2 separate regions of the Sus scrofa genome follow, and region 2 is linked to region 1. Evidence: chromatin contacts called from public Hi-C data. All regions are on one chromosome and are shown on one strand. The core of a region is the stretch at or near the end of the contact, and the rest is flanking DNA. Distances in the headings are between cores, read along the strand shown.

The links. Hi-C and Micro-C count contacts between places; a contact is called where the count stands out from the background.
Region 2: a contact with region 1 is called in a Hi-C map of embryonic fibroblasts, with 2.5 times the contacts expected there. The contact joins the enhancer-like site here to the promoter of COL12A1 in region 1. A contact is called at or near these places in 1 of 5 promoter capture datasets (liver) and 4 of 47 Hi-C or Micro-C datasets (adipocytes, embryonic fibroblasts and fibroblasts).

What each region holds. Positions count from the first base shown.
Region 1 is chr1:90,742,547-90,747,144 of Sscrofa11.1, reverse strand. COL12A1 (collagen alpha-1(XII) chain) reads right to left here and starts at 2,736. Exons shown (of 51, transcript XM_021092374.1): 1 at 2,261-2,736.
Region 2 is chr1:91,112,106-91,116,967 of Sscrofa11.1, reverse strand. No RefSeq gene overlaps it. Among named protein-coding and RNA genes, the nearest start is that of COL12A1, 370 kb to the right of the region's middle. Within about 2 kb of position 2,452, at least 4 of the 83 cell types and tissues checked have an H3K27ac peak or open chromatin away from gene starts, as enhancers often do. A contact at or near this core is called in embryonic fibroblasts, where this site is marked.

The DNA.
Region 1 (4,598 bases), core at 1,487-3,986:
CAACACTTTTTTTTTTTAAATTCTCAGTAATTTTTCTTTTAACTGTTCATTTTTTTCCAGAAGGTTACAGGTTTATATGCTCCAGAGGAGAATATATTCTACTCTCATTTTTATTGATTCTGTAACTAGGTTATTAATTCCTTAAAGACAAAAAGTCTTATTCATCTTTTGTGGCTCCCAGAACACAGTAGGTGCCTAATCAGTGCCGTGTCCGTAGTAGGGAATCTTCTAAAATATTCTAAGGTCCAATTCAGAGACAAAAGCTACTAGCAATGAACTTATAAGTAGGAAGCTGCCAGAGTCAAAAAAAAAAAAAAAAAAGAGTTGACTCTGAGGTATAGAAATTATCAGATGGCAACAAACTGGTCCTGTGAAAAACGAAGTCATGCTTAGGAATACAAAAATGAGCCAAAGGTCGAGCCCTCTTTGAGAAAAGAAACTGACAAGCTCCAACCATGGTTTTCCAAATTATTGGCACAGCATATCAGGGCAGCTTTCCTGGGCCTGAGTGTAAATTGCATTTTAAATGTCCGATGAACAGCCGTGCCAAATTGCCCGGAGCTCCTTTTTATGAAGCCAAGATTAAAATTTTGTCGCTGCTCTGGGGATCCAAGGGCTCTAGCAATTTCTTTCTTCCTAATTAGCAACTGTTTGACATTCTAACCCTTCCTTTTCTACATCAGTGAAAAGCAAGAGGTGAGACTGGCCCATTGTTCCCGTCGTCTGGCCTTAACTTTGCGATAATCATTTCCAACTTAGTTGGCAGTCGTGCTCATGAAAAGTTAAAGGCTGACAGTCGACCCACCGAAAAGCTGTGTGCAGATTTTTTTTTTTAACCGCTGTATTCTCTACAAAAACCGGAGTCGTGGAAGGGCTAGTGTCTGGGTCTAGAGCGCCACCTATCGGCTTCCTGACGCAGCGGCACAATGAATCGTTTCTCTACCGGGTTCTGAACGCAATTAGTTCAGCCAGCCAGCCAGGCATTCAGTCCATAAGCTTTTAAAACGAGGCAAGCGGGGGGAAGCTTTCTCTCCGTTTAGCCAAAACATTTGTCTGAATGTTTAGCAACACTTCATTGCGCATTCTCAGACGTGAAGTTTAAAGCTGCCGTCCCTACATAGCAGCGAGGATTCCCTCAGTTCACCCTCATGAATGAAAATGAGTCTGTTGCGGGGGAGCGGGGGTAGGCTTAAGGAACTGATCGCCTTCGGCCGACTCTTCCCCTCCCCCACCCCGCTGGATGAGGCCGAGTCCTTTCACTCCCGCGTAGAGTTAAAGGAAATTACATCCCCACCCCCACCCCGCAGGGGTCCTTCCAGATCTCCTGCGCTACCCACAGCGACCTCGACAACAGTTACCCCAGGGCGACTTTAGCCCTCATTTCCTTTCTTGTCCTCCCCAGCGCTGTAGGTCTTTAGAAGGCCACAGAGTCCAGGTTGATGTGGCGGAAGGGGGGTCCCGGATAATCCCAAAAAGGTCACCTGCCGCCTCTGCGGGTGTCTGATTCCGGCCTCTGCCGGCATGCCTCTTCTGCTCCCTGGCTACGGGTGCCCGCTCGGTAAATAAGCCCAGAGCCCACACTTTCCCATCCCTACACTCTCTAGGATATGGGATGGAGGTTCCAGGACCCTGAGTAGGGCCTCCACCAATGCACTCCCGAATAGATCGGGAGGGGAAGCTGTCTCCAGAAGCTGGGTAAAGCTGGACAAAGCCGAGTCCTCGAGATCTGAACTCACCCAACATCTCTGATGCTTTGAAAAGCAGAGGAAGAAGCCAGGACCCTCGCCCAGGAATCTGTCTCGAGATGCCACATACATCCGCGCAGCCTTGAGGAGCGGCGGAGCACTCAGCCTGCTCTCCAAAGAATTCCGAACCCTGTGTCACTGAAATACCTTCCCTGCGCGCAGGCTGGACCACGGCAATCTCGAGGCCATGAGGGAAGCCGGTCACACAACCCCGCGCAAACTTTATCAAGTTCAATGAAGCATCTCTAGCCGAAATCCCTCTACACTGGAACATGGAACATTTATGCACGCACAGCCACCCTGCGCTCTTAAGAAAACCTGTATTCTTCCTACCTAAAAGATATAAATGAATCGCAAAATCTCAGTATATCCGGCACATCTTCACTCTCAAAAGTCCCAAAGGCCCCCGCTCGGGATCCTTCATGGATTAGAGCAGAGCAAGGACCAGGCTCGAAGCAAGTCGCCCTAGTTATCTTTGGAAGGGCTGGGGTGAGGGGGCTAGAAGCCAGACCGACCTGAGGCGGTGGTGACCTAGGCAGCAGCGGCTACAGCGGTTTCCCGGCGTCGTAGAAGTTGGCGCTCGGTGTGACCTCCGCCCGCCCAGCAATTGGTGCTGCTCTCCAGGCGCACCTGGCGGCTGCCGGGAGGTGGCAGCGGCAGAGCCACCGGGGAGGAGGAGGCGAATGAGGATCCCAGTCCGAGCGGCAGGCGCGGCAGGACAGGCGGAGACGGCCCGGACCGCAGCTGCCGGCGAGCGGACGCGTCTGGGAAGGCTCGCCTTCGTCGAGTGGGAAGAGGCTCCGCGACGCGGGCTACTTAATAGAGGGCTGTTCCCAACTCTCAGTTTACTCGGTTACGAAACGCCTGAGAAGGTGGACGGCTGCCACGGGGTGATGTATGCTCCTCCGGCGGTGAAGGAGGTCTACTTTAGGGAACGTGTGCATACTTCGAACATTCCTTCTGCGTGAGGTGGCGATCGCCGTAGTAGCTGTGCCCCGCCAGGGAGGGGGGGAGGGGGCCGAAAAGGGGGAGGAGGAAGCGGGGAGGGGGATAGCCGCAGACGGGTTCTCTGCCAAGGGAAGCCACTCACTCCTCCGCTTGGGGCGGGCTGGGGAGGTCGGGTTTCCCTATCTGTGCGGATTTTCCTTAATAGATTTATTTTTGTAATTTAAGGACAATGGGAGGGACGTAGGCGACTCTCATTTTCAAAACTGCAAGAATGTGACCGACCCCACCCCATCCTAACCCGATCCCCCATCATCACCACCTACACCTTCCTCCCCCTCCGTCCTGGGTGCACTTAAAACCGATTTACAGGGTTTCCATTAACTAACTGTCTGCGCACGCGGCGCGCCTTCTGTCTTTTTCAGTCTCCGGCGATTGGAAACCCGGACGGCCGCCTGCGCGGGACTCAGCTAGGGGATGGCTTTCCCATTACTGTTTCTCCCCTTGGGGCTTCGGGAAGGAACTGGGAGGCTTCATTTGAGCCGAGGGAAGAGAGCAAGGAAGGGTAGGAAACCTAGGGATCCTCAGAACTTGAAGCCTCTCAAAAACAAGTTCCGGCCACCCTAGAAATTTCTCCCTAGGGCTGGAACAAACCCGGTTCCAAATAGAGGCTTCAGACAGAAAGCTTAGCGCTTAACCACCCCTGCCCCACGGTCAAGCCGACAGAGGGGGAAAAAGTTTTCCCCCACCCCAACTGCTGGGAGCTGTAGGTTAAAGGTGCGGCGGATGTCCTGCCTGCACCGTCTCCAGGTTTTGCCGCCCCTTCCCCGCTCTGCTCCACCCCTTGGCCCCCAGCGGGGAGCCTGGCACCTAGAGCTGCTAGGCGCACGAGAGGAAGCGCGGGTTTCTTATACTGTGGCATCAGAAAAGGACTTCAGGAAAGGTTCTGATTACAACCTTCTGTTGCTCTTGGAGCCAACCCTGCGCCTTTGGGCTTCTCAAAGCCCAGGCGTTACTCCTGCAAGTTTAAGCTTCCGGGAGTGGAGGAGGGGGCGCAGAAGAGAACGCGGGAGGGGCATTCCTGGAATTAACCGCCCAAAATAGAAGTGGTGTATACAGTGTAAAGCTCTCTTCCCTGTTTGATTTGGCTTCTGCTAATTCGGCCTTCCCTCCATCAAGCGTGATAGACCCCGAACTTGCCTTTAGAATGAAAAGAACTTGCAGGGCGGTCCCCTGCACCCCGACCCACGCACTGGCTGCCCAGCGAAAGTGGGAGAAAGCCGGAGACCAGACTGGAGGGAGAGAATGGAGGAAACTGGGAATCACCACCTCCGCACATTCCCCGCGTACACACGGCCCACGCGAAGTCCAGCCGGGAGCTCACACAAAGAGCCCAAACGCACACAGCGCACAGGGCTTTTCCCCGTCAAACTCTCACAACCTGGGTGTCTGGCACAAACATTCCTCACTCCGCCACCACCAGCGCCCAGAGCGTGAACAACACGACCTGCATGCCCCAGCGTCCGGCGATCACCTGGGTACCACTGAGCCCTATCCCCCGCCTACGGACAGCCTTCACCCGCACTCTCACTCAACTCCTTCTCTCGGACGCACATGGGCGGGTGACAGCCTAGGGGACAGAACAGGGGAGCAGAGAAGTCCCAGCAGCCGCTGTCCAGACCCCGCGCAAGGAGCGCTGCGCCTCGGCCTGGAACCGCCAGGGACGCCCCAGGGGAAACCCACACCTCAGTCTAGAAAAGGAAAACTGCTGCCTTTTGCACATCAACCCAGGCTGGCTGGAGTTTGCATTTTCCCCAAGTGGGGTGGGGGTTGTGTGCGTGTGTGTGTGTGTGTGTGTGTGTGTGTGTGTATGTACTACTTTTTTTTTTTTCATTTATGGTGGCAATG
Region 2 (4,862 bases), core at 1,203-3,702, 370 kb before region 1:
GATAATTTTTCTAAGGACATTTTTGGAAAATTATCTTCTCCAGAATATTCCTAAGAATAAGGAATACCTTATCTGAAAACTATGGGACTAGATACATTTAAAAATAAGAATTTTTATAACTTTTAGAAAGCTAATATGGTATATGTAATGTTTGCTATATAAAATCCCCAGTAGATCCAGGGAAGTAACTATAAATAAGAATATTAATACTTTTCCAATGCAAATTATTCTAAGTAACTACAGATTACCATGACACTATGTCAATTCAGATCATGTTTTGCCACCATATGTTTACACATGTTTACAAATCAAAACCAAACCCTTATTTTCAGAGTTTGTGGGGTTTGGTATTTCTAAATAAGTGATTATACAAAAAAATATAATGTTTAGGAAAATATTAATATATAATATATATTTATTTAATATATATTTTTAGAAACTACATTTCTTTTTTTAGTTATTTATTTTTAGGTCATGAATCCTTCAAAGAGTAGTACCAGTTCATAATTTTTATATCTTACTGTGTGATACACTGAAAGCAAAACACTAATTTAACATCTCAAGATTTCTAAGATGTGGGGGGGGAGTGTCCAAAATCATGTTGACAACATCCACAAAAAAGTGTCTTCTATCTAGAAATAATAAAGAATATGAATAAAAAGCAATGGTGTTAGAGGAAAGTAGAGCTTTTCCATCATCACCAGTTGACTGTTTACTCAGCAACATGAATGCATTTTAGAGGAAGCTCTGAGCCATTTGTTATCAGCAATGCTGAGAGACCATTGTTCCTTCATGATTTAACACATTTGAATATTTACCATGAACAGTTATCAATGAAAATTTAATATTAATTAATTAATGGATAAAATTCCAGATTTCCTCTATTGCCCCAGAGGTTCATTCTCTAACAGTGATCTTCAGTCTTAGCTTAAACTAGGCATTGATGCTAATGCCCAAACTTCTAGCATCTGGCCAAAATGTATATTTGGTTACCTCTTTAAACAGTTCTAATCTATAAAAACTTCGACTCATCCATTAAAAAAAATCTTGACTACAAAAGCAAAATTAAGAATTAATTAAATACTGCTTTAACATTTTTATTTTTTCAAAAGCATGATATTATAGTATCCTTATGTTTTATGTTATCTTATTATTTTTATGTTTAACATGTTTATATCCTTTTATTATGTTTTATACGTGTATATGTTTCCTTTAGATAATTAAGAAGATAACAGAATGAATTTTTAAGGCCTGGAGTATTTTTATGTAGTTAATCCAAACTCATTTTATACATGAGGCAAGCAAAGCATAAAGCCACTTGCTGATTTGCCCACGCAAGTTTCTATCATTGTTATAAAAATTTTCTCTAGTATATTTTTCTCAATAAACCATTCAAAGTAAACTAAGTTAAATGTTTTCACAATAAAAGATAGTAAAAGCTTTGTCCTGTCTTCCACATTTCCAAAAACAAAAAAAAGAGAGAGAGAATTTCTTTCACAACTTTTCAACAAAAACTTTAACACTTTTTGATCAAATAATTAATAATATGCATAGTTTTCCTGAAAAAAAATAAGTTATTTCTCAGGTGATACTGTAATAACAAAGTGAAACTAAGAAAGAAGCATCTGAATAAAATATTGAATGTTTGAACTTTAAAGTGTATTGACTAAATAGTACATAAAAGACTTTTAGTTTCTGTTTTTTTCCCAAAAGGAACCTATAGGATTTGTGCAGTTTGGATCTGACATACAATTCAACAGAGTATGAGTACAAGCCAAATTACATTTATTCTTTCTTTTCTTGAAATCTAATTGTGAAAATTTGTACACACTTAACACCCTGGATGAAAGCTTTTTGGGTGGTGAATACTACTTGACTCTCATTTTGATTACATTTCTAATGTACCTGCTTTCAAAATTTATAATAACCCAATCCAGTTTCAACATTTTTTTCCAGAAAGGCTTTTATACTCTATATTTTTTATAAACTATAAACTATAAGTCATGTACTCACCTTCCTAAACTTGATTTCCTCTTTTCCCACTACTTCATTTCTCAGAAAGAGAAAATAAAACTGATGTGACACTTTAATATTAACCTCAGCTATGTCGGCAAGAGTGTAGTAATGTGATTTTTGTTTTGAGGTTTCTTTTTTTTCCATTTGGAATGTGGAACGTTAGTTCATGCCTCAATTTTGTCCAGACTTAAATGCCCCTTCTCTATTTTATATGTCTTGTAAGGACCCACAGAGTCTGAGAATGTGACGGAGGAGGCTTCCACGTCTGAGAATGTGACAGGGAACAGATGATATCTATTTTTAAATCTTCAAAATGCTTATAGTAGCCAAAGCCTGGAAACTAGAAGTGAATTATATCATTGTTGGCCTTCACCTAACACCCACTTATCCTTTCCCACTTGTGGCCACTTGGATACTGTCTTGCCATTTCTGTGCTTCCTGCAATGTCGTCAGAGGCCACCATCACTTCCTCATTCATTCTCTGACCACTTGCTAGCACAATACTCTGACTAAATGATAACCTAGTGGCTGGAAAGAGTTATGATAGATTTCTAAAGGCCAAACTAAATTCCATTCAGTAAAGTCACTGAATGGTGTCTTTGTGAGTTAGAATAGTTATACAACAGCCATAGGAATGAAGACTAATGAAATCTAATAGAGTAGAAGACTGGAGCCTCACCCTTTGGAGAGGTAAGCTTTTACCCCTTTAAATGACACTGATGCATGAGAAATAAACTGAATATATTACAACGACTCCTTTTCTAGATGTATTCCCAGTGGATTCCTCATCCAAAATTCAGTCTAACTAAATATGTGTTTACTGAACACTTTTTACACAAAAGACTCTGTGCTTAGCAACTTTTCTCTGTCAGACTCTATAAGAAGAAAGGGATACCATGCATTCTCCTTACTGGGATCTTAGTTTAATAAGGAAAACAGACACAGACAACACTATGAGACACTGACAACACTATGAGAAAAGGGCTGTATTGGGAACATGACCAGAATGAGCTCAGACCCCAAAAGGAGGTGCCAATCCAGGCTGAAGATCAAAGCGGATACTTTCAGGAGTTCCCTCCATGGCTCAGTGGTTTACAGACCCGACTAGTATCCATGAGGACGTGGGTTCAATCCCTGGCCTTGCTCAGTGGATTAATCTGGTGTTGCCATGAGCTGTCGCGTAGGTCACAACGAGGCTCCAATCGCAAGTGGCTGTGGCTGTGGTGTAGGCTGGCTCTGATTTGACCCCTAGCCTGGGAACCTCCATATGCTGCAGGTGCAGCCCTGAAAAATGACAAAAAAAAGTGAATACTTTCAAAAGAAATGCTTGGTAGATAACAATGGGTGGATGACAAAAGGAGCGTGAGATAAGAATATTTTAGGCAAGAGAAACAACACAGATGAAGGTATTTAACAAAGCATGGTACTCTAAGGAACCACAAATTGTTTGGTGTGCTAGGAGTACATAAGAAGGTGTGAGATGAAAGGAGCTAGGGAGATAATATCACAGAATAATATTTTGAAGGATTCTTGTATTACCAGTCTAATAGTAATAGTAATAATACTACTAATAATATTTTTTTTATTACAGGCAATGAGGAGCCATTGAATTAGTGAATCACTTAACCAGGGAAAAGAAGAGACTTTCATTTAAAAAATAATTTCTGGAAGCAGTATGAGGGGTAAGTTAAAGTTGTAAACTAAAGCAATGGTTGTGGAAATGAGAAAAGTTTAGAAGTTGTTTAGAAGGGCTATATCAGCCTTGATACAATGTAATTGGAAAAAGAAGCAAGTTAGGGAGGAGAATAATAAAGGCAAGTCAGGGAGTGTTTGGGGGGGGGTTGCTTGCTTTTGAGGGCCACACCCAAGGCATAAGGTTAAGGGTCAGCTTGGAGCTGCAGCTGCCAGCCTACACCACAGCCACAGCAACATCATATCCGAGCCATGTCTGCGACATATACCACAGCTCACTGCAACACCAGATCCTTAACCCATTGAGTGAGGCCAGGGATCAAACCTGCAACCACATGGTTACTGGGCAGATTCCTTTCCACTGCACCCAAATAGGAACTCATAGGGAGGGTTCTGATGAAAGTAACTTTGAGATACCTGAAAGACATCCAGGAGACGGTGACAGTAATTAATTATACATGTATATGCCAATAATGAAGCTCAGGGAAGTGTTGTGGACTAGAAAGTGATATCATGGGCTATTGAACATAACTCGCACTTCATCAAAATATCTGAAAGATAAACAAAGCACCGGTAAGTGAGTAGTTAACCCAAGGATGCTCCTTTCCCGAGACTTTCACTGATGATGACTTTTGTTCAACCACCCCTCTTGGACTCTCTGACTGAGCTTTTAAAGATGAGTAGAGTCCAGCTTCTGTTCTCAAGTGCTCAGAGGTGGGAAAAGTTGAGAACAAACAACAGAATTTGAAGAATAAATAATAGAGGCACACTACAATGGTTGTCTAGAGTGTAATTTATCTTTCCGAAGAGACAGTCATAAGGAGACAATGTGACAGAAAGCTTCACATAAGAAGCAACACATAAGAAAAGTCTGAACTATCTTTCAATGAGAATTTTAAAAAGAAGTATCATATTACAGAGTTGAATGTTTTATGTAGTGAGACTCTAGATAGTTCAATAATCCTAGATCACAGACCAGAGGGTTTTAAAAAAAAAAAAAAGAAAGAAAAAGGAAGAATGGCTAAAGATGATATGAGGGTTAGTTTTTGTGTTTGCTTATTTTGAGTTTTCATTTTTAAATGATTAAGCCACAGTTTCTCAAATTCAGCATTATTGAATTGTCGGGCTAGATAATTTTTGCTGGGGGAGATGCC